6 separate regions of the Mus musculus genome follow, and all the other regions are linked to region 2. Evidence: chromatin contacts called from public promoter capture Hi-C data. All regions are on one chromosome and are shown on one strand. Each heading gives the region's core, a stretch centred on a gene start, on an enhancer-like site or on the middle of the called end of the contact. The rest is flanking DNA. Distances are from core to core; before and after follow the strand shown. Region 1 overlaps Ino80 (INO80 complex subunit). Region 2 holds the start of Rmdn3 (regulator of microtubule dynamics 3). Region 3 overlaps Chp1 (calcineurin-like EF hand protein 1). Region 4 holds the start of Ccdc9b (coiled-coil domain containing 9B). Region 5 holds the start of Oip5os1 (Opa interacting protein 5, opposite strand 1). Region 6 holds the start of Plcb2 (phospholipase C, beta 2).

Region 1 (2,868 bases), core at 241-2,740, 260 kb before region 2:
TGTGCAAGTTGCAAGGGGCACAACCTTTAGACATTGTGATATGATGCTGTCACAAACAAAAGAGTTATATTGTATTTGTAGCTATCCATGACTGCATCTGGCCTGCAAGCACAGGTTAGACATGCCTGAACTAGACCCAGTGTGCATTCCCATTGGGTGGAGGAAAGAATGTTCTTTCCTGCCTCATCGCTCCTATACCTACACCTTCAGAGTTTGCAGAATAAGCTGTCTAGGTTGGAGCTAACTTAGAAGTAGGATTTAGTCTAAGTAGAAATGGAGTTTTTTGCTCTTTTAGACCTCCAAAATATACTGCTCACATACTTAGACCATGATATTCTATAAGTCCACATATATCTTGAACCAGGGCTCATCGTCAAAGCTTATCAAAAACTTTTTTAAAAAAATCATTAAGAATTGTGTCTTTAGTTAGATTCCCTGCACCTTCATGATGGCTTATAACTGATTGTTCCAGTTCTAAGGAATCTCTTCCCCTCTTTTGACTTCATGTGCACTAGGCACAGCCATAGTACATATGCATACATGTTAGGAAAACATACACATTAAAGAAAGAAGTTGCCTTTTATTCAGCCCTGGATGTGGATGTCAGCAAAAAATGAAATCTTGGTGAAAGTTTATAACTGAAATGTTTTGCTTTGTAAACTGCTAAGAGCGCCTAGATCTGTGTCCTTAGCAGGAGAGCATTGGGCCTGTGTCACTCTCCTTCCCTTGTCCTTCATTCTGAGCATCTAATGTCTGATTTTCCATCTTGAGATTATGGCCCAAAGTCTTAATTCTACTCTGAGTTATTTTTCATCCCAGAAAGACAAGAGAAGGTAGAGGATTTGTGTTTTAGGGTAAAATATACCAGTGTTAGTTTCCACTATCCAGTACCCCAGAACTTGGAAAGCTAAGGCAGGAGGAATATGAGTTTTAGGCTAGCTGGGCTGCATGTGAGGTCTGCTTCCCAAAACCATAAAGCGTCTAGGGATGTAGCTCAGTGGAAGAAGGTTTATCTAACATGAGTAAGTCCTTAAGTTCACTCCTCATTTGGAGAAGGTAATGCAGTCAGGAAGAAAAAATTTACCGTTTTACTCATTCTGGGGTGCATGGTGTTGAACATAATGCAGAACCTCCCTAAGGTCAGACATTCAGTCATTTTATAGAAGTACAACTGTGATATCTATTTTGAGGTGATGTGACTAACATCCTACATGGTAGATGTCTGCTCTGGGCCAGAGTCTGCTGGATTGCTGAGTAGAGAAGCCATTTCAGAGAGATGCCATTCTTGTAAACCTGCTTTGTGTTTCCATCTTTGTAATAATCTATTGAAAGACACAGTGAGTGTGAAGGAAAACAACAACAAAAAATATTCTGGAGGAAAGAAATCAGTAAGGGTCCCTAGATGTGTCTGCAGGAACATTTCAACCCTGACCAAGCTTGGGAGCTCTTGGCCCTTTGCTCTGGCCTTAGGTAATTTTGCAAATGAGCCATAGATGGCACTGTTTCATAACAGACTCAGTTCTTCTCTGCATGCCAACTAGTGTTTTTATCTGGCTGTTGATAAATGAGACTGTTTCTCTGTTCTTGGTACCATGTGGTTTTTAGAAGCACCTGCAGCTCCACATTCAGCTAGCTGTATTGTATAGCTCTGCTTCCGAGGCTGGGGTGTGTATTGGCTCCCCCTTCTCTAGAGTCACCTCTGTGATCTGCTCCCATCAAGGAGCATATCCAAGGTTGAGGATCACTCCTCTATAACAGCTGATACATGAAAAACACAATAGTTCACAGCAGAGCAGACTTTATAGCAACCTATGTTCCAAGAAGTAATAGAGCTGCCTAACTTGGTACAACAGATGCCCTGTGCTCTGATCCTCCCACACTCTGGCTCTCACTCTTTATACCTCCCACCTCCCCATCTCTTTGTCTGCTTTTAAGCTTTGTCTTATTTACTGCTTACTGTGAATGGGCTTTTAGCTTTTTCATCATCTTGGACTGGTGGATTAGTACAGCCTTTACTTGTTAACAAGAGGTTATGTTTAACAGTCTTCTTACCACATGACATCACAGGCAAACCTGTGTTTCTAAATTGGCAAAGTAATCTTTTTCCTTTGGGAAGGCCACATTTTAGTTTTATTGGGGTGTACTATATGTACTATATGATGATGTTTTGTGTAGTCTCTGCCCTTGTCGAGAATGAATCTGTTGCTTATTGATGTTTGCTTCCTTCTATCCCCTGTGTTCCTTTTTCCTTTTCCAGCATGGCTTGAAAGAGGGTTTCCCTTTTTTTCCTTTAGGTTTATCCATGCGAAGTATTCAGAAACAAAGAAGTTTTGCCATGAAAGCATTAAAGATAGCTTAAGGTGTGTCAGACAAACACTGTAGTCCTTTCTGACTGCTGTCTGTCTCAGGCTTCCTTTCTGACATCACTGTCATAAGTGGCCATAGCACTTGTAATAAGTGGGTGGTAAATGTATATTGAGAGTAGATATCCAGACTAGAATCTTACTTTATCTACATGCACCTTTTTATATCTTTTGATTGCAGGTTCATGTGATTAGCGATTACCAGTTTGCCCAGAGAAGCTCTCAAATTGAGTTAGTCTTTGCCTTCATCTTACTATGCTAGAGGATGAAATATAAAGCCACCAGTCTGAGGTTATTCACATTGATCTGATTTCAGAGTTGTGGGCCTAGGGATAGAGCTCAGCATTCACAAGCCTGAAACTTGCTATAACCCCCACTGGGTAGGTGAAAGGACTACTCAGGTGGCTTCTTGAGAATTTGGAGGCCAGCCTGAGCTATATGAGATCCTATCTCAGAAGGAAAAAAAGTTGATTTCCCTCAAAGGCTTGATGTGTGTGACAAATGG
Region 2 (3,140 bases), core at 385-2,884:
GACAGGGTTTCTCTGTATAGCCCTGGCTGTCCTGGAATTCCCTCTGTAGACCAGGCTGGCCTTGAACTCAGAAATCTGCCTGCCTCTGCCTCCCAAATGCTGGGATTAAACAAATGTTTAATAACATTTAATAATAAATGTTTAAGACAGCGGCAGGTGGATTGCTGTGAGTTCAAGACCCTCCTGGTCTACAAAGAGAGTTCTAGGGGCTGGCAAGATGGCTCAGTGGTTAAGAGCGTCACCTGCTCTTCCGAAGGTCCCAAGTTCAAATCCCAGCAACCACATGGTGGCTCACAACCATCCATAATGAAATCTGATGCCCTCTTCTGGAGTAGCTGAGGACAGCTACAGTGTACTTACATATAATAAATAAATAAATCTTAGAGAGAGAGAGAGAGAGAGAGAGAGAGAGAGAGAGAGAGAGAGAGTTAGTTCTAAAGCAGCCAGCACCATACAGAAAAACCCCATCTCAACAAACAAACCAACCAACCCAAAACAAAAACTCAAACCAAGAAACAAAAAAGACAGTGGAGGGCTGGAGAGATGGCTCAGTGGTTAAGAGCACTGACTGCTTTTCCAGATGTCCTGAGTTCAATACCCAGCAACCACATGGTGGCTCACCACAACCATCTGTGATGGATTTTGATCCCCTCTTCTGGTGCTGTCTGAAGACATCTAGAGTGTACTCATATACATAAAATAAATAAATAAATCTTTGAAAAAAAAAGAGACAGTGGGATTATCTAAGTCCTCTAAAACCTGTGTCTATCTTAAAATGGTGAGATACTTTATATTATATTCATTTATATATGAATACATTTGGAGGCAGACAAATCTGTAGTCTTGAATTTGGAAGGCCAAAGCAGAAGGCCAGAGACGCCAAAGCTTGGCTTTATGACAAAGACCATATCCCAGCTTTTGGCAGAGTTGGGGTTCAGAAGGCTCACAAGATCGAGGTCTCTCTGTGCTACAGAGCGAATTCAAAGCTAACTTCAGCAACTTGAGGTCTGGTCTCAAAATTTAAAAGTCCCCCCTCCTCAAAATAAAAAAAAAAAAGTTTGATGATGTGGTTCAGTGGCACAGCACTTGCCAGTCTGGGCTATATAGTGATCCCCTGACTTAATAAAGCAGCAACATACAAAGCAAAGATAGCAGAAATGGTATGTATCAGACCCAGTTTCTCTGTGGAGCCCTGGCTGTCCTGAAGCTTGCTCTGTAGACTATACAGTCCTGATTAGATTCGAACTCGCAATGATCCTCCTGGTCCAGGGGCCCTGGCTTGAAGAGGATTTTTGAAAACTTGTAGGAGTCCCAGCGATGTAGGGACATCTTATCGATAACCAACAACTTACTCCAATTTCATCTAGCAGTGGCGCTGTTGTTTGGGGTTTGACTGGAAAAATCGGTAAACGACTCAGCTGAAAATAAAGCCAGTGTTAAGAAGAGGTGGGGGTGGTGGCATCTTCCAGGTATAAGCAGCGTGAGATTTGCGGAGCACATTCTGGCCGTAGCACCGGGTAAAGTCCACCCAGAGGCTCGGACACTAGACAGCCCAACCCACCTTCGCGGCCCCGGTAACCGCACAGCGTCCATTCGCCGATGTAGCCCCGCCCACAGAACCCGGGTGGGAGGCAGAGCCTCGTGCGTCATCTCCACGCGCGTCTCACCGTGCGCGGAGCAGGTGGCGCGGATTAAGGACGTCAAAATCATTGACAGAGTGAAAGCGCGGTGCCTGCTGCTGCCATGGTGGCTGGTGGCTGGGTAAGGGTCTGAGTTGGTCTCCTGCGGGCCCAGCGTGGCTTCGGGGGGCGCCGGAAGGCCGAGAGTGTGCAGCCGGCTGCGAGGTTGTCACGTACAGGGTGTTGGGAGGCCAGGGGCGCGGAAGCCGGACTGCACTGGGCAGGGGCGCGTTGGACCGGCGCTGCTGCCTCTTGGCAGGGCGTCCGTCTGCGCCGGGGGCTGCGGCACCCGCGGGCTGGACCTGGGTGAGCCGGGGGCTGCGGCACCGTCCGGCCGGACCTGGGTGAGGCCGTGGCTAACGGGTTCTGCCTCGGGGGTGGAGGGCCGGCCTCATGACTCTCTCTCGGTTCGCTCCTGTTTCTTACGCGGGCTGCAGGTACACTATGTCTAGACTGGGGGCCCTGGGCGGCTCCCGCGCCGGGTTGGGACTGTTACTTGGTACTGCCGCCGGCCTTGGATTCCTGTGCGTCCTTTACAGCCAGCGATGGAAACGGACCCAGCGCCATGGCCGGAGTCACAGTCTGCCCAACTCCCTGGACTATGCGCAGGCTTCAGAGCGTGGACGCCAGGGTAAGAGCACAGGTCATAACTTACTGATGGCACTGGGGCTCGGGCTGTCTTTCGCAGAGCAGGATGGCGGGGCAGTGGAAAGGCTGAGTTTCACAGTTTTAGGAAAAACTCACCAAAAAGGAAAGCTGTGCCCTTTCCTCCGATTCCAGGAAAGCTTGGTGCAGGACTGTAGCTTTCACTTTTAGTTCTGGTCGCGCCCATGAATGTGTACGGAGGGCATTTGAGAAGTGCTGGGTGAGGGGTGTGTTTGACAGAGGAAGAGTCTGAAAGAAGGAAAAAGAAATAATCTCATTGGAATTAAAAGTTCTGGTGGCGTGAATATATGTATCCAGATATGAAGTCGTGTTTGGAGAGTAATCCAAGTTTGAAAAATCCCTTTTATGAAGAAAGATTCATAGGGATTGTGTAACTTTCTCGAGGTTGTTACAGAGTAAGAGGTAAAGCTGGACCCAGTCGTCTGGTCCAGTGGACTTTCCACAGCACAGGCTGAGAGCACATTCATGCAACTCAAGCCAAATGGTTGAAAGCCAGCAGTGACAGATGAAATGGATTTCGTTTTGTAAAAAGTCTTCAGGTTAAGTCATTTAAGCAGAGCAGCTGGGGCTTTGAATCGCTCCCCTTATTTGGGTGACAGAGGCTCGTGTAGCCCCCCTCGTTCCGTGCTGATTGGAAATGTTTTCTGTGACCACTGCACTCATATATCTTCTGATTCAGTGCTAACTGGGAATGTGAGTTCTGCAAGAGTGTCTGCGCACTTATCACCCTAGGTTGCAGCTGTCAGCGTCTGATAACATAGTGGTAACGTGGCAGGGCCAGTGACCTGGCTTTCT
Region 3 (3,270 bases), core at 212-2,711, 420 kb before region 2:
TGTCTCACTGGCATCCATTGCCAGGTTTTCCATCATCATTGTGCACCTCAGCAATCCAAGGTCAGGATGGTTCTTTGACCAAATACCACATCCTGTTATTTGATGTATAATAAAGACATGATCCAGCCTCCATCAGCAGACACACTGAAGAAAACAGCTCAAGCTGGGCAAGGTGGCCCACCCTTTAATCCTAGTACTCTGGATGTAGAGGTGAGCAGATTCCTGTGAACTCGAGGCCAACCTGGTCTGTATAGTGAGTTTTAGGACAGCCAGAGCTACATAGTGAGACCCTGTCTTGAAACAAACAAACAAAAAAAAAACAAACAAAAAGAAAAAGGAAAGAGAACTACTGGCTCAACATTAAAACTACCAAGTGTTTACTGTGTTTACTGTGAAGTTGAATCACATGTAATTGTTCATTAACTCTTGGTCTCGAGACCCACAAGACAATGTTTATACTATGGTATGAAGATCAGGTAGACATTACTAGCATATGCTAAACCAATAATCATGGCTGGATGTGGTGGCTCTCAGGAGGTTGAGAGTCTCCCAAGTCTGAGACTTGTCTGGATACAATGTGAGACTCTGTCTATACAAACAGCAGAGATAACTTAAGCTGGTTGTAGTGGCACATGTCTTTGATCCCAAAAGAGGAGGATCTCTCTGTGAGTTAAGGCAAGCCTGGTATGCAAAGTTTACAAAGGCCAGGGCTATACACAGAAACCCTATCTCAAAAACAAAACAAAACAAAAAAGAAAAGAAATAAAAATAACTTAATAAATAAAAACACAAGACCCGCAGACAGAAGGCTTTGCATGAAGCAAACAGTACTTGGTACTGAAGGAAGAAAATGTGGCTCATTAGTCCAGTTTATAATAAATATGAGGGTAGTTCACAGGATTCTGTTGTCTGTATTCAGCTTTGTTTCTACTGAAATTTTTTGCTCTTCTTTAAGAACCATGAATTAGAGGTGAAGCTCAAGAGTCTTTTAGTACTTTTGTTCAAAAATCTTCCCTGTACTTTAGTGATTCTCAAACTGCACCATAAATGCCAACAAAAATGAACCCACACTTCTCCTAAGAAGATGAATAGACACAGTCCGACAGCCAGAAATGGGAGGAAATACTTGTCAAATGTATGCAAATGCAGCATCATGTACTCCAACTCACTTGAATTTGCTCTAATATTTTTTTTCTTTTCTTTTTTTTTTTTAAGATTTATTTATTTATTATAAGTACACTGTAGCTGTCTTCAGACACTCCAAAAGAGGGCGTCAGATCTCATTACGGGTGGTTATGAGCCACCATGTGGTTGCTGGGAATTGAACTCAGGACCTTCGGAAGAACAGTCAGCACTCTTACCCACTGAGCTCAAACCTTCTAGTATCTGTATCATTGGGAGCACCATTTAATTTGTACCTTCACAAACTTCTGGGCACCACCATGCACTCTTTCAGGGCAGAGTTGGGCTCAATTAGTTTCACACAATTTCAGTATCAACTTGTGTTGAAAGAAAAGTAGAAATTCAACTTCAGCTTCCTGGAAAAGTTTTGTAAGGGATTGGGCAATAGTCCAACCAGGGCAGAAGGCAATGTAGTAACTATCGAAAGAAAGGAAGGCAAGAGGCACAGGAAACTGCCATTTTGTTACTGGTACTTTAGTAAAATCCACAATCTATGAAATTCTAAAATAGATGGATGACCAACATTAACTCTCACAGTCAGGGCCTGGGGTCTTGTTCCCTGTCACTCTAGTATCTTCTACAGGGTCTGGCACACAGGAGATAAATGAAGTACAATGGCAGGTAACACTCAGTATATGCAAGGTAATATTGGAAGCACTTACAACATTAAGAATCTCTTAGTGGGGACTACAGATGTTGCTCAGTAGAAAGAGTGCTTATGTACTGAAGAGATGGCTTAGCAGTTAAGTACACTGACTGCTCTTCCAGAGGCTCTGAGTTCAATTCCCAGCAACCACATGGTGGCTTACAACCATCTGTAATGGGGTGTAATGCCCTCTTCTGGTGTGTCTGAAGAGAGCAATGGTGTACTCACATACATAAAATAAATAAATCTTTGAAAGAAAGAAAGAAAAAGAAAAAGAAAAAGAAAAAGAAAAAAAGAAAATGAGCCGGGTCCCAGCATTTGAGAAGCAGAGGCAGGCGGATCTCTGAGTTTGAGGCTGGCCTGGTCTACAGGATGAGTTCCAGTCAATTCTACACAAAGAATCCCTGTCTGGAAAAACAAACAAACAAACAAATAAACAAAAGAAACGGAAAGAAGAAGGAGTAAAGGATCACACAGATGTTGGGGAGAGAGAAGGACGACGATGCTCCTTACAGTGCAGCTTGTTGCTCCGGCTGTTGAGGGGTTCCGGGCCATTCACATCTTTGCTCTTTTCGTTATCCTCAATGGGTCGGAAATGAGCCAATGTTCTCATGAATCCTCGGAAGTTTACCTGATCCTCTCTGATTAGGAAATATAACAGAACGCCATGTCAATCACGGTGGAAATCTTCTGTTTGTATGTTTTGTCTTTTTGCAGTGTTTCAGAATCAAACTCAAGGTCTTCCACAAGCTAGGTTACCATCCACCACTAAACTATATAGATTCATGGTGACTGTTTCTTTTTTTTTTTTTTTTTTTTTTTTTAAGATTTATTTATTTATTATATGTAAGTACACTGTAGCTGTCTTCAGACACTCCAGAAGAGGGCGCCAGATCTCGTTACGGATGGTTGTGAGCCACCATGTGGTTGCTGGGATTTGAACTCCAGACCTTCGGAAGAGCAGTCGGGTGCTCTTACCCACTGAGCCATCTCACCAGCCCATGGTGACTGTTTCTTATGGACTAAGAAATAGCCAACACTTTGATCTTGAGTAGCCTAAAAGTCCATTTAACAAGCTTCCTTTCCATATGCATGCATAATACTTTTGGACTTATACAATATCTCCATCTAAAAAGCCTCACCCCAATAATGTGAAACAGTATATTGTTCTCATTTATTAAATGATTAACTAGGCTGAAAGAAGAAGAAAAGGACTTAACTATGGTCAGAGTTATTAACTGAATTTACTTATATATCTATAAAGTGGATTTTAATTAAGTAGGGCCAGCACCACACATGAAAGTCAGTACTTAAACTCTCTCTGCTTTGAACTCTGGAACAGCCAGCATATCACTCTTCCAAACCACAATAGAATGTGCCTAGAGACATTTACATTTTGAAGCACATTCTAGAAACTCTTGCTTGTTTATCTGTTGTTCTGA
Region 4 (3,005 bases), core at 464-2,963, 390 kb after region 2:
CCTCTGTCCGGTGGGAGAGCAGACTGGTAAACCGTGTTTTTGTGGGGTCTGCTCAAGGGCGTGAGAAGCTGTGAGTGACACTTGGAAACACGTGGCCGGCAGCTGGAGCTTCAGTCTTGTCTTTGGAGCTGTTCAGGGTACATGGTACTTCAGCCTGGTGGCTGGGAAACTTTTGTGTCTACATTCAGGATATCTTCCTGAAGCTCTTACAGGGGGCTGGGTCATCCTATCTGCAGGGTTGCCAGATGTCTACCTGTGCCTCCTGACCCCTCTGCTCTGACACTGGCTGGCAGTGGAAGCTGAGAAGGACAAAAACCTGGCCTCGTCTCTGTAGTCTGTTTACATCCCTCCTTTCTAAACCTGATCAAGGACTAAAATTACAAAGAGTGGGGGCTGCATTAGGTCTCTCTCCCTCTCGGACTGCGATCTGTGTAGCAGGGGCGGTTACAGTGGGAAGCTTGGGACTTCTGGAGGTTTCTGGGATAAGGCTGACCTCAGCAGTATTTGTGAGGCAGGGTGCAGAGAAGGTGGAGGAAGTGTGTGCTTGTACGTGTGTGTGTGTGTGTGTGTGTGTGTGTGTGTGTGTGTGTGTGTGTGTATGTGTGTGTAGACAAAAGCGGAGAGGGAGACAGAGAGAGAGAGAGATCTAGGAGCTCGGGTGCGTCACTGTTGCTGGGAAAGTAGACAAGAGTCTGACTCAGTGGGAACATCCGGCAGGAAGGGAGGAGGGTACACAGTGGCATTTGCAAGCAGGATGGGAACTCAGGAGCTGCAGAGATGGGGGTGTGGGGCCAGGGGCGAGAGCCTGGACAGCAAAGGGCCTTAGCATGGTGGCTAGAGACCGGGGTGGGGGTAGATTATGGTGAGGGGAAATATCTGAGGCCTGGTCAGTCAGGGACATAGGGGATGCCAGAGTTTGTGACACTCATGTCAAGGCCTGGAAGTCAGGACCACATAAGAACTGAAGCTGACCTAGGCACCCCTGGGCAGAGACTGGCCTCGGCTGTGTGAAGATACTTACTTGGGGAAGGAGTCTGTGTCCTTTCTTGGGATCTGAGAGTCTGCAAATGTTATCCTGGGAGTGTCAGGATGAAAGGGCTCTGTGAGAGGATCCCAAGGGAAGAGGGCTGCTAACTGTTCCCAGCTTCTGCTGGGTTAAGGACCCCATAGAAAGGCTCCTTTTAGCATGGTAGGGGTCTGGAGACCCAGAGAGTTAGGCCTCCAGGAGTGGCCATGCTTGGAGTACAGAGAAAAGCACATTCCAGCTCAGAAACCAAATGGGGGAGAGTGGCATTTTGGGTCTGTGGTGGTGTGAGATGGCCTTGGGGAGGAGGTTTCTCACTCTTATCTAACGACTTAAATGCGCTGACTGGACAGCCAGCAGGAAAGCAGAGAAACGCCCCGAGGGAGGGCCGTCAGCCATCGTGTGGAACCTGCATCTCTTGCCTTTTTCTCCTAGTGGGAGGGATGAAGACCCAGCTATCCCATTTGTGGGCACACACAGGCGGGCGGGTCTTACTGGGGCTCAGGATCACAGGTGAAAGTGGGCCCTTCGTGCCTAGATCTCCTGTGCGAGGACACTGAGGCAGGGCAGGGATATGTGCTAGACAAGACCAGCCGGCTGCTGGTGCCCCGGTCCTCGCCCTCTGCGAGTGGAAGGGTGGGGGTGGCGGCTAGGCGTTCCTGGCTGGGAGCCCAGAGCGCTCTTTTGTAATCACAACATGATCTCTTGTGCTGAGCAGCGAAGCAGAAGCCGGCAGGGAGAGGCCGACAGGGCCGGCTCTGGTGGCTCCAGCTTCCCTCCAGCTCTGGCTCCCGGGAGCTGTTTTGAAATTCTCTCAGCGCCTGGTATTTCCATGCATTTGGCCGTGAGTGGCACCTCCTCTTTGGCAGGGGGGCTTCTAGAGGATGGGAGGGAGCTAAGCTACGAAGCAGCCACATTCTGGGGACAGCTGGTGGCAGCTGGGCCTGGGAGAAAGAGAGCCACGAGGAGGCAGGTGGTGGGCCGGGCAAGGCGCTGAGCAAAACATAGACCCCACAGCCAGACAGAGAAGAACCGCAGATCTTGATGCAGAGGCATGGCTCGGCCCAGAGTTGCTCCCAGCTGGGCCTGCTGTTCTCCTGCCCCATCAGTCAGCAGCTCAGACCTGGAGGGCTCGCGGAGCCCGTGGGAGCTGCTCTCTCCTTCGGACTGGGCACAGGCTTAGGGAGTGGGGTCCGGTGCCTGGGAGGCCAGAACCAAGCTAAAGCCTGTCTCTGTGTGTGTGGTTCTAGATTTGGGAGGCAAAGTGTCCCCCCTCGACCTCCTGAATCCCCTGGCAGCTTCCCAGTCACGGCAGGTTCGGCTGCCAGAGCCATTTTTAACTCTCATTCCAGACTGTGCTCACAGCAGAACCCCCTGGGGAGCCAGGGGGAGGGGCAGCCTGCTGCTGGGAGCCGAGGCCCTGGGTATGAAACCCTGACCTGAGCCCTCAGTAGGCAAACTGGCAGACAGGCCTCACTGGGGTGGGGTTTGGCCCTCTGTAGACCATCTTCCTAAGAAACCTCTTTCACCCTGGGTGCTGTAGCTTGGGGCTAAAATCCGTTCCTTGTATTGGGTTCCATGCCTTCTACAGGGGCCCCACAAAGCCGAGTCCACAATGCGCCGGCATGAGGAAAAAGATGCCGAGCTGGACCGTAGGATAGTTGCCTTGCGCAAGAAGAACCAGGCCTTACTACGAAGGTACCAGGTGAGTGTGTTGTGTCGGCTGAGAGGACTCCTGTGGCTGGGGTCCCTGGCTACCTTCAAAAGGCTGTTTACACAGTGGGTTCTCTCTGAGGGCCTTAGCCCATGCCCCCATCAAAGTCTTGGGCACTGGTGATGTGGTGCCTCTGCCCCCTGGTGTCCCATTGGTGTTTTTCTGTGTAGGCCTGTCAGTGTCTGTGTGTCTGTGAGCCTGGGGGGCCATGGCCTTGCTGACTTCAGGCCCTCCCACAGGAGATCGAGGAAGATCGTCGGCAGGCGG
Region 5 (3,072 bases), core at 336-2,835, 440 kb before region 2:
CTAAAAAAATTCACTCTCATAAGTATTCTAAAGGAATAATCATAATGTCACTTTCTGTACACCTCTAGTGGAATTAGTGTTTAAACAATAACATTTTTGGAGAAGTTCTGAAGCTTTATGCAACTCTGAGTTTATGATACTGTATATGATACTGTAGTCTCTCTGGAGGGGCGAGAAACTGTAACTCCGCAGAAAACCTCCCGTAATGTAGAGCTGTCTTTTAGTGGAAAGCAAACGACTTTCTCTTTTTTAAGATGAGGAAGGATGTTATATTCCCTTCCTCTGGCTCATACCTATTTTTTTCTACTTGTGGATCATATTAAAAAGAAAAACTACTTGTGCTAAAGGGGAGGGGTTTTGTTTTTTGGTTTTTTTTTCACCCCCTAAGCAAGTGCTTCCTGCTTCAGCTCTGCTAAGTCTAGGGCTAACAAAAACCATATAATCTATCACAAACATTCACTCACATTATGATTTTTCCATTTGAACTGGCTCTCACTAATATGCCAGTTTATTTCTGAAACAAGGTTTTGATAGATGTAAATTTCTGGCCCTGAGCACCAACACACGCAGCAAATGTCTCCCCGATCCAGAATTCAGAAGCAAAGACTTTCCGAGAATTTAGCTGAATACCAATAAAAGTAAGGGGGCTCCCAATTACAAAGAGATAAAATTAAATAAGAATCAAATATAAATATCTTGTTAGTACTACACTGTCACCAGTGTACACCAACTACACAAATGAGATTCCAGCAGTACTTCCAGAACTATAGTTCTAAAAAAACGAAAAGAAAAGCATCGTAAGCCGTTTCCCTTGATCCTGGGTAAGAAATCAACATAGGTGAATTCCACTGAGACCCGTTTGCCGAAACTAATGCGCCATAAGGGCATTATCAGGACGTCCAAGGACAAAGCTGCTTACTACGGTCATAAAAGTTTGGCAGGGGCGAGTATGAGGTAAAGGCTGCAAGAGTCTATCTGTAATACACATACTCAAATGAAAATACCAGAGGGAGCCTCTTACAGCAAATCTCAAGGTCAACGCGCCAGGGACACAAAATGCCCAGAGCTGCAACAGGCCTGTCAACCTCAACCGGTGACGCCTTCGGTAAAGGGTCAAACAATACAGAGATAGTCTTAGAAAAATAAAAGGGAGGTGCACACAGCGGCTTCCCGATACGGCCGGCGTACGTGCAACTCAGAGAACCAGGGCAAAGCACGCAGCGGCCAAAGCGAAGGGCGCAAGGAAGGGCGTGGAGCGCTGGTAAGGGAAGGACGCGGCCACATACCCGGAGGCGGCGGAGCCGACCGGACGCGGCTGCGAATGCAAAGCCCTGTCAGGCCCAGGCCTCGCCGGCTCCCTCATTAGGCTCGCCGCTACCCCGTCCCGAGTTGTGCCGCCCCACCGGCTGCTCGTCTCCCGATAGACAGACGGACTTCTCAGCTCACCTCACACGGTCCAGCACAAGTACTCCGCTTCTCACGGGAGGCCTGCCCCGGGCCCGCAGGCCAGCTGCCCGGGGCACGCCTCACTCCGCCATCTTCGCTCCTTCCCCTGTCCGCCAACCCAGGGGCGGAGGCGCGAAAGGCTCCGCCCCGCCTCCGAGTGATGATTGGACAGCACCTTGCTCGCGCGCTCTTTTTCCATCGCGGATTGGCTGGGAAGTACTTCAATCAATCCCTCTCTCTGGTTCTATTTTTTGTTGTTGGAGCTTAGTGCTCCAGTTGAAGTTAAGGAGGAAAAGGGTTGTTGTAATTCACTTGAGGAAAAACATTCCGCACGGAGGCAGTCTCACTTTTTAGTAAGATAGCACTACAAGGCCAAATGACTATTTTAAATTATCGTTACTGTAAAAATATACTGTTACTAGTAATTCCTCTCTTGGCTAAAGGATTTTTATACCCGGACTAACACTACACCCAGAGGAACAATTTCATGGTGTCAGTTCTTCTGACTTTGACCCACTTGAGAGAATGTTGCCTGCTGTTTAAAGGTCAATACAGTAGCGTAGTTTTCCTCACCTTAAAAGGGCCTGCCCGCTGCCTGAGAAAATGTTAAACTGCATTTGTTGTTTGTTCCAGTTGTAGGATTTAGAGATCCTTTAGCGGTATTTCCAGGAGAGGTAGTGAAGGCAATAGTGTGACTCTTCCAGGTGATGACACACGTTCTTCTGGATAAGCAGTGCTTCCTAAATGACGGGGTTATCACTAGGCCATTTATTAAATCCAAATTTCTATGCTTCCCTCTGTGATAAGGATGCTATGCCATACAAAGACAAAACACAGTTGTCTATTGAATCTATTGGCTAATAAAATAATAATAATAATAATAATTACATTATTCGTTATTATTATTAGAATGTTAGAACCTATTGAATAATAATAAATTCACAAGCTACATTGATTTATTGGCTGCAACTGGCCATCAGCCTTGATTTCCCTTTATAGCTGGGCTGGTGACAGAGACCTTGTGTATCCCAGGCTGGCCTCAAATTGCAATGTAACAGAATTACCACACTGGTTATGTCCTGAATCTCAAGTGAGCAACAATGTCCTCCATCCAAAGACAGGTTCTTTGAGTGTTAGCTACTATCAGATCACACATCACTGCACCGTATGTCTCTGTGTATGAATAGGCACACTGTATATCTGTATATACTTAGACTACAGAAGGCCTGCAAAGGATTACACAAACCTCTGTGTTCAGTGAGGTTTTACTACATCCAGACAGAGCTGATATAAATGGGAAAAGTCACCACAGTTAGATATTGATGAACTCATTTAGAAAGACACAGAGTATTGAAGCTAGCTGAGGGGTCCAGGTGAGTGTCAACGGAGGAATATGGTGAGGTGCAGGACTGAGTAGGGACAGACAGATGCACAGACAACAGTAATCCAAAGGAGCGATATCAAGCAATGAGGCCTGGGCTAAGCCGAAGGGCTGCCCAAAGAACCAGCAGAAACAGTCTTGTCCCTCCTCAACTCACTTAAGCAGGGGTTCAGGTGACACTGCAGGGCTGTTACCATCAAACCATGGTGCTATGTCTTTCCTATTTATATGGGGTATAGGTGAGG
Region 6 (3,237 bases), core at 548-3,047, 430 kb after region 2:
CCTGTCCAGGGGATGCCATCAATGGGTATGGATATAAAGTTTCTCTTCTGTGGGCTTAGGGCCAGAGATGGAAGGTGCAAAGAACCCAGAATTCTTTGAAGGAGGAACAGAGACACCCCTCCTCCCTTCTAGGCTTTCTTCCAGGCCTATGGCTGCAGGCAAGACAGGAAGGAGGAACTTGGAAATGGGGACTAGCTCCGTGCAGGTGACAGGTGTAGGCTTTGGGAAGGGGCAGGGATTTCCCTTGCAAAATTCATTCAAACAGACAGGAAACCTGATCCCACAGAGACAGCCAGATGTGCAGGGGCTCCCAGGAGTCTCCCAGGGAGATCCAAGGCTGAAGGCAGGGCTTGAGGAGAGACACTGAGGGAGGGGTTGGAACACCTGTCACCTGCAGGAGTTTGGGAGCCGGTTTCCAGGCCGTTCATTCAGATCTGGTCTTAGAATTGCTTTTCTGGGGACAATTAATTTCTAAGCTAGCTTTCTTTGAGAAGTTCACTACTTTTATTGGGGGTGGGGTGGGAGGTGGGCAGGCTCTCTTGTAGCCTAGTCTTGAACTCCTGACCCCATCCCTCTAGTGCCAGAGACCCACAGTTTACCTTTTGATTCTCACTAACCCTAACTAACCTGTTCATCTAAACCTGTTCTCTCTTGCCCGCCCCTACTCTCATGCACTGGCTCCTAGCCAGTAGTTCCAGGGCCTGGAGAGGGTAGTTCACAGTTGTCAGGGGTGGCACACAGACCCCTGATGGGACCTGTTGCAGAAGGCCAGGGCCTCAGAGGGGAAGGAAATCATGGGTTAAGCTTCTAGCCTCCCCAACGGTGCTAAGCCATTTGATAAGAGTGCATTATTAGGTAAGAGGAAGTGACTGGGGCCTGAGCTGGGCTGGAACTGAGCCTCTGGGATAGATATGGACGATGTAAGGATCACAACACCTAGAACCGAACTGGGTTAGAGTGGGCTAAACCCTGAACAGGGGGCTAGAGCAGGCTCTGGTCTGCCTCTCAGAACCTCTCTCCTCCAGGATCTGTGTGTGAGGCAACACAGTGCATGAAGGAACACTCCAGTGCTGGCGGCAGCAAAGGGCCTCTTAGGCTGTGAGGCAGCTGCTGGGCAGTGGAGTTTTTAGGTATTCATTGAAAGGTTCAAAGATGCAGAGAAGTGTCATGGGTGAGAGGCATACTGCCTCACCTGGCTCTCATTTTCATGGGGAGGAAGCACTGAGAAAGAGGAGCTGGGTGTCCGAGAGACTTTGCTTATTCAAAACACTCAGTGCCAGCTGGGACCCGGCCCATCCCTGACTCCCACTTCCAGATCCCGCCCTCTGAGGACAGAACCCCTGCTCTGTGGAGGACCCTTTTCCTAAAGAACTGTTTGTGTTCTTGCCTCAGCCCAAGGCTCAGGAATGGTATCTCCCACCCCCCTCCATGATATATCACTTTCTTCCATTGGCGGGGGGGGGGGGTGTGTAAATCTGAGTAAAGCCTGTCTTTGTAACGGGGTCCTGGCCCCAACATTTCTAGATCTCATAGCCCGCCCCTCAGTTCACAGCAGCCCAGAGAAGGAAGCCCAGAGCAGGAAGTGCTGAGGCAGGGGGTGGGGGAGGAACTCCCAGGAGGGGAGCTCAGCCCCCTTGGGCAAAACAGCTACTGCAGCCCCCGGCTTCAGGAGGAGGAGGAGGAGGAGGCTGATTTACAAGGCAGATCAACTGGGCCCTGGCCTGAAGCTCTGAGTCCTGCATCCAGCTACTGCCACCCCGCAGGCTATAAGAGCACCCGACTTCCGGACCAGTACTGGGCGGGTGCCATGTGAGCCTAGCCTAAGCTTCCTCTCCTGTTCACCCTTCTTCCTTCTCTTCTCCTGTCCCCTGGAGAGGTTTGCCCAACCTCTCCAAAGAGGGACACTTGACATCATGTCTTTGCTCAACCCTGTTCTATTGCCCCCTAACGTGAAGGCATATCTGAGCCAAGGGGAGCGCTTCATCAAGTGGGACGATGTGAGTAGGGTTCGCCTCCCCCCCCTCAAATCCCCAGCCCCCGGGACGGTGGGGGCTGGGCTGCTTGGGAGCTTTGCAGAACGGAGGGTTGGTTTATGTCTTCCCAGCACCCAGGCGCCTATGTGTCTGTCACAACAGTCTATCTAGATAAACAAGTCTGGGGTGAGGGTGGGTGCTCCTGGCTGCTGTAGGGAAGGAAGCCTCTGTGTTTGGGAATAAGAGAGGGGGCTATGTGTGTTTGTGTGTGTGTGTGGGGGGGAGTCAGAGTCAGAAATCTTTGGACCTGATTTGCCCTTTTCAAATCCCCGAAGATGATAAAGGTTTGTTTCTAGTAACTTCAGTGTTGGTAGGGGGAATGCATGTCCCTCTCCTCCCACCTCAGCTGAGATCAGGAAGAGAGGTCAGTCAGGTCCTCTTCCCAGCACGGACACCCCAAATTTGCTCTGGCAGGAGGCCCATAACCAGCTGCACCATCCCAGTGTGCAGAACAAACTGTGTCCTGTCCCAGGGAAGCCATATTCTATCTCAAGCTACTACTGTGGCAAGAGTTACAAAAGGGCCGTGGATCCAGTTGAAAACGGGAGGCTCAAAGACTGGGGTCTGAGAAGGAACTTACTGACTTCTGCTTCCCCCATGGTGGCTCAGCTCAGCTCAGCCTTCTATTACCTGCCAACCTGTCATCCGGCCGGGGAGGGAAGACCATCTGCACCCCAGCCCAGAGTCTGCGCCTTCCTAACTCGTCTCTGGTCCTTCTGGGCTGAAGACACAGCCACTAACCATAGAATCTTTTGGTCTAAGAAGAATAAAATGAGAACTGTCACTCAGAGAGGGATAGGCCTCCTTAAGAGTGCTCTAGCCTGGCCTCAGGAAGGCCTGATGTTCTCAACAGCGCATGACATTTAGGAGGTCACCTACAATTACTTCAGCTCCCTGGATTGGCTAGTCTAGTTTCTCTATGAACTGAGGGGAGTCTGAAGCTAGACCCTTCAGGGCTTTGTTACGTTAAGGCATCTGGCTGTCAAAACTGTGGGGATGGGGCCCTGGCATGAAATGCTTTCTGTTTCTCTAGAAGTTGGTCTCTAGAAGTTTTGGTTGGTGTGGCATGGTGGTGGCATGCTGGTGACATGGTGGTGATGTGGCGTGTCTCAGAGTCTATGGAAGGAGGAAAATGACTCACAATGAAAAGTGAAGTGACTCTCTCAGTTCCTCTGGGAAGCCTGTATAACCTGAGGGGGGCTGT

What was found. Promoter capture Hi-C pulls out the DNA fragments that hold promoters and counts their contacts. Capture Hi-C pulls out chosen DNA fragments and counts their contacts.
Region 1: a promoter capture Hi-C map of hippocampal neurons shows a contact between it and region 2, with 2.0 times the contacts expected there. The contact joins the enhancer-like site here to the promoter of Rmdn3 in region 2. A contact is called at or near these places in 4 of 39 promoter capture datasets (the C10 cell line, the HPC-7 cell line, hippocampal neurons and 1 more), 2 of 484 Hi-C or Micro-C datasets (LSK cells and cortical neurons), 1 of 115 datasets of contacts at active chromatin or transcription factors (bone marrow-derived macrophages) and 2 of 9 other capture datasets (macrophages and pancreatic islet).
Region 3: a promoter capture Hi-C map of the C10 cell line shows a contact between it and region 2, with 2.2 times the contacts expected there. The contact joins the enhancer-like site here to the promoter of Rmdn3 in region 2. A contact is called at or near these places in 4 of 39 promoter capture datasets (the C10 cell line, hippocampal neurons, liver and 1 more).
Region 4: a contact with region 2 is called in a promoter capture Hi-C map of pre-B cells, with 5 times the contacts expected there. The contact joins the promoter of Ccdc9b here to the promoter of Rmdn3 in region 2. A contact is called at or near these places in 8 of 39 promoter capture datasets (the 3T3-L1 cell line, 3T3-L1-derived adipocytes, the C10 cell line and 4 more) and 2 of 115 datasets of contacts at active chromatin or transcription factors (embryonic midbrain and pancreatic cancer cells).
Region 5: a promoter capture Hi-C map of pancreatic islet shows a contact between it and region 2. The contact joins the promoter of Oip5os1 here to the promoter of Rmdn3 in region 2. A contact is called at or near these places in 5 of 39 promoter capture datasets (the C10 cell line, hippocampal neurons, liver and 2 more), 1 of 484 Hi-C or Micro-C datasets (B cells) and 1 of 9 other capture datasets (pancreatic islet).
Region 6: a promoter capture Hi-C map of the HPC-7 cell line shows a contact between it and region 2. The contact joins the promoter of Plcb2 here to the promoter of Rmdn3 in region 2. A contact is called at or near these places in 3 of 39 promoter capture datasets (the 3T3-L1 cell line, the C10 cell line and the HPC-7 cell line).

Annotation. Positions count from the first base shown.
Region 1 is chr2:119,412,668-119,415,535 of GRCm38.p6, reverse strand. The region is part of intron 25 of Ino80 (INO80 complex subunit); the gene reads left to right. Among named protein-coding and RNA genes, the nearest start is that of Chac1, 63 kb to the right of the region's middle. Within about 2 kb of position 1,490, at least 28 of the 459 cell types and tissues checked have an H3K27ac peak or open chromatin away from gene starts, as enhancers often do. A contact at or near this core is called in cortical neurons and hippocampal neurons, where this site is marked.
Region 2 is chr2:119,155,528-119,158,667 of GRCm38.p6, reverse strand. It overlaps Rmdn3 (regulator of microtubule dynamics 3), which reads left to right and starts at 1,634. Exons shown (of 13, transcript NM_001033136.3): 1 at 1,634-1,761; 2 at 2,117-2,310. The coding sequence starts at 2,124.
Region 3 is chr2:119,570,967-119,574,236 of GRCm38.p6, reverse strand. Chp1 (calcineurin-like EF hand protein 1) reads right to left here. Exons shown (of 7, transcript NM_019769.3): 4 at 2,342-2,469. Among named protein-coding and RNA genes, the nearest start is that of Oip5os1, 22 kb to the left of the region's middle. Within about 2 kb of position 1,461, at least 16 of the 459 cell types and tissues checked have an H3K27ac peak or open chromatin away from gene starts, as enhancers often do. A contact at or near this core is called in liver, where this site is marked.
Region 4 is chr2:118,761,369-118,764,373 of GRCm38.p6, reverse strand. Ccdc9b (coiled-coil domain containing 9B) reads left to right here and starts at 1,713. Exons shown (of 11, transcript NM_001001982.2): 1 at 1,713-1,868; 2 at 2,616-2,729; 3 at 2,978-3,005. The coding sequence starts at 1,722.
Region 5 is chr2:119,592,809-119,595,880 of GRCm38.p6, reverse strand. Oip5os1 (Opa interacting protein 5, opposite strand 1) reads right to left here and starts at 1,585. Exons shown (of 3, transcript NR_027832.1): 1 at 1,447-1,585.
Region 6 is chr2:118,726,998-118,730,234 of GRCm38.p6, reverse strand. Plcb2 (phospholipase C, beta 2) reads left to right here and starts at 1,797. Exons shown (of 32, transcript NM_177568.2): 1 at 1,797-1,997. The coding sequence starts at 1,914.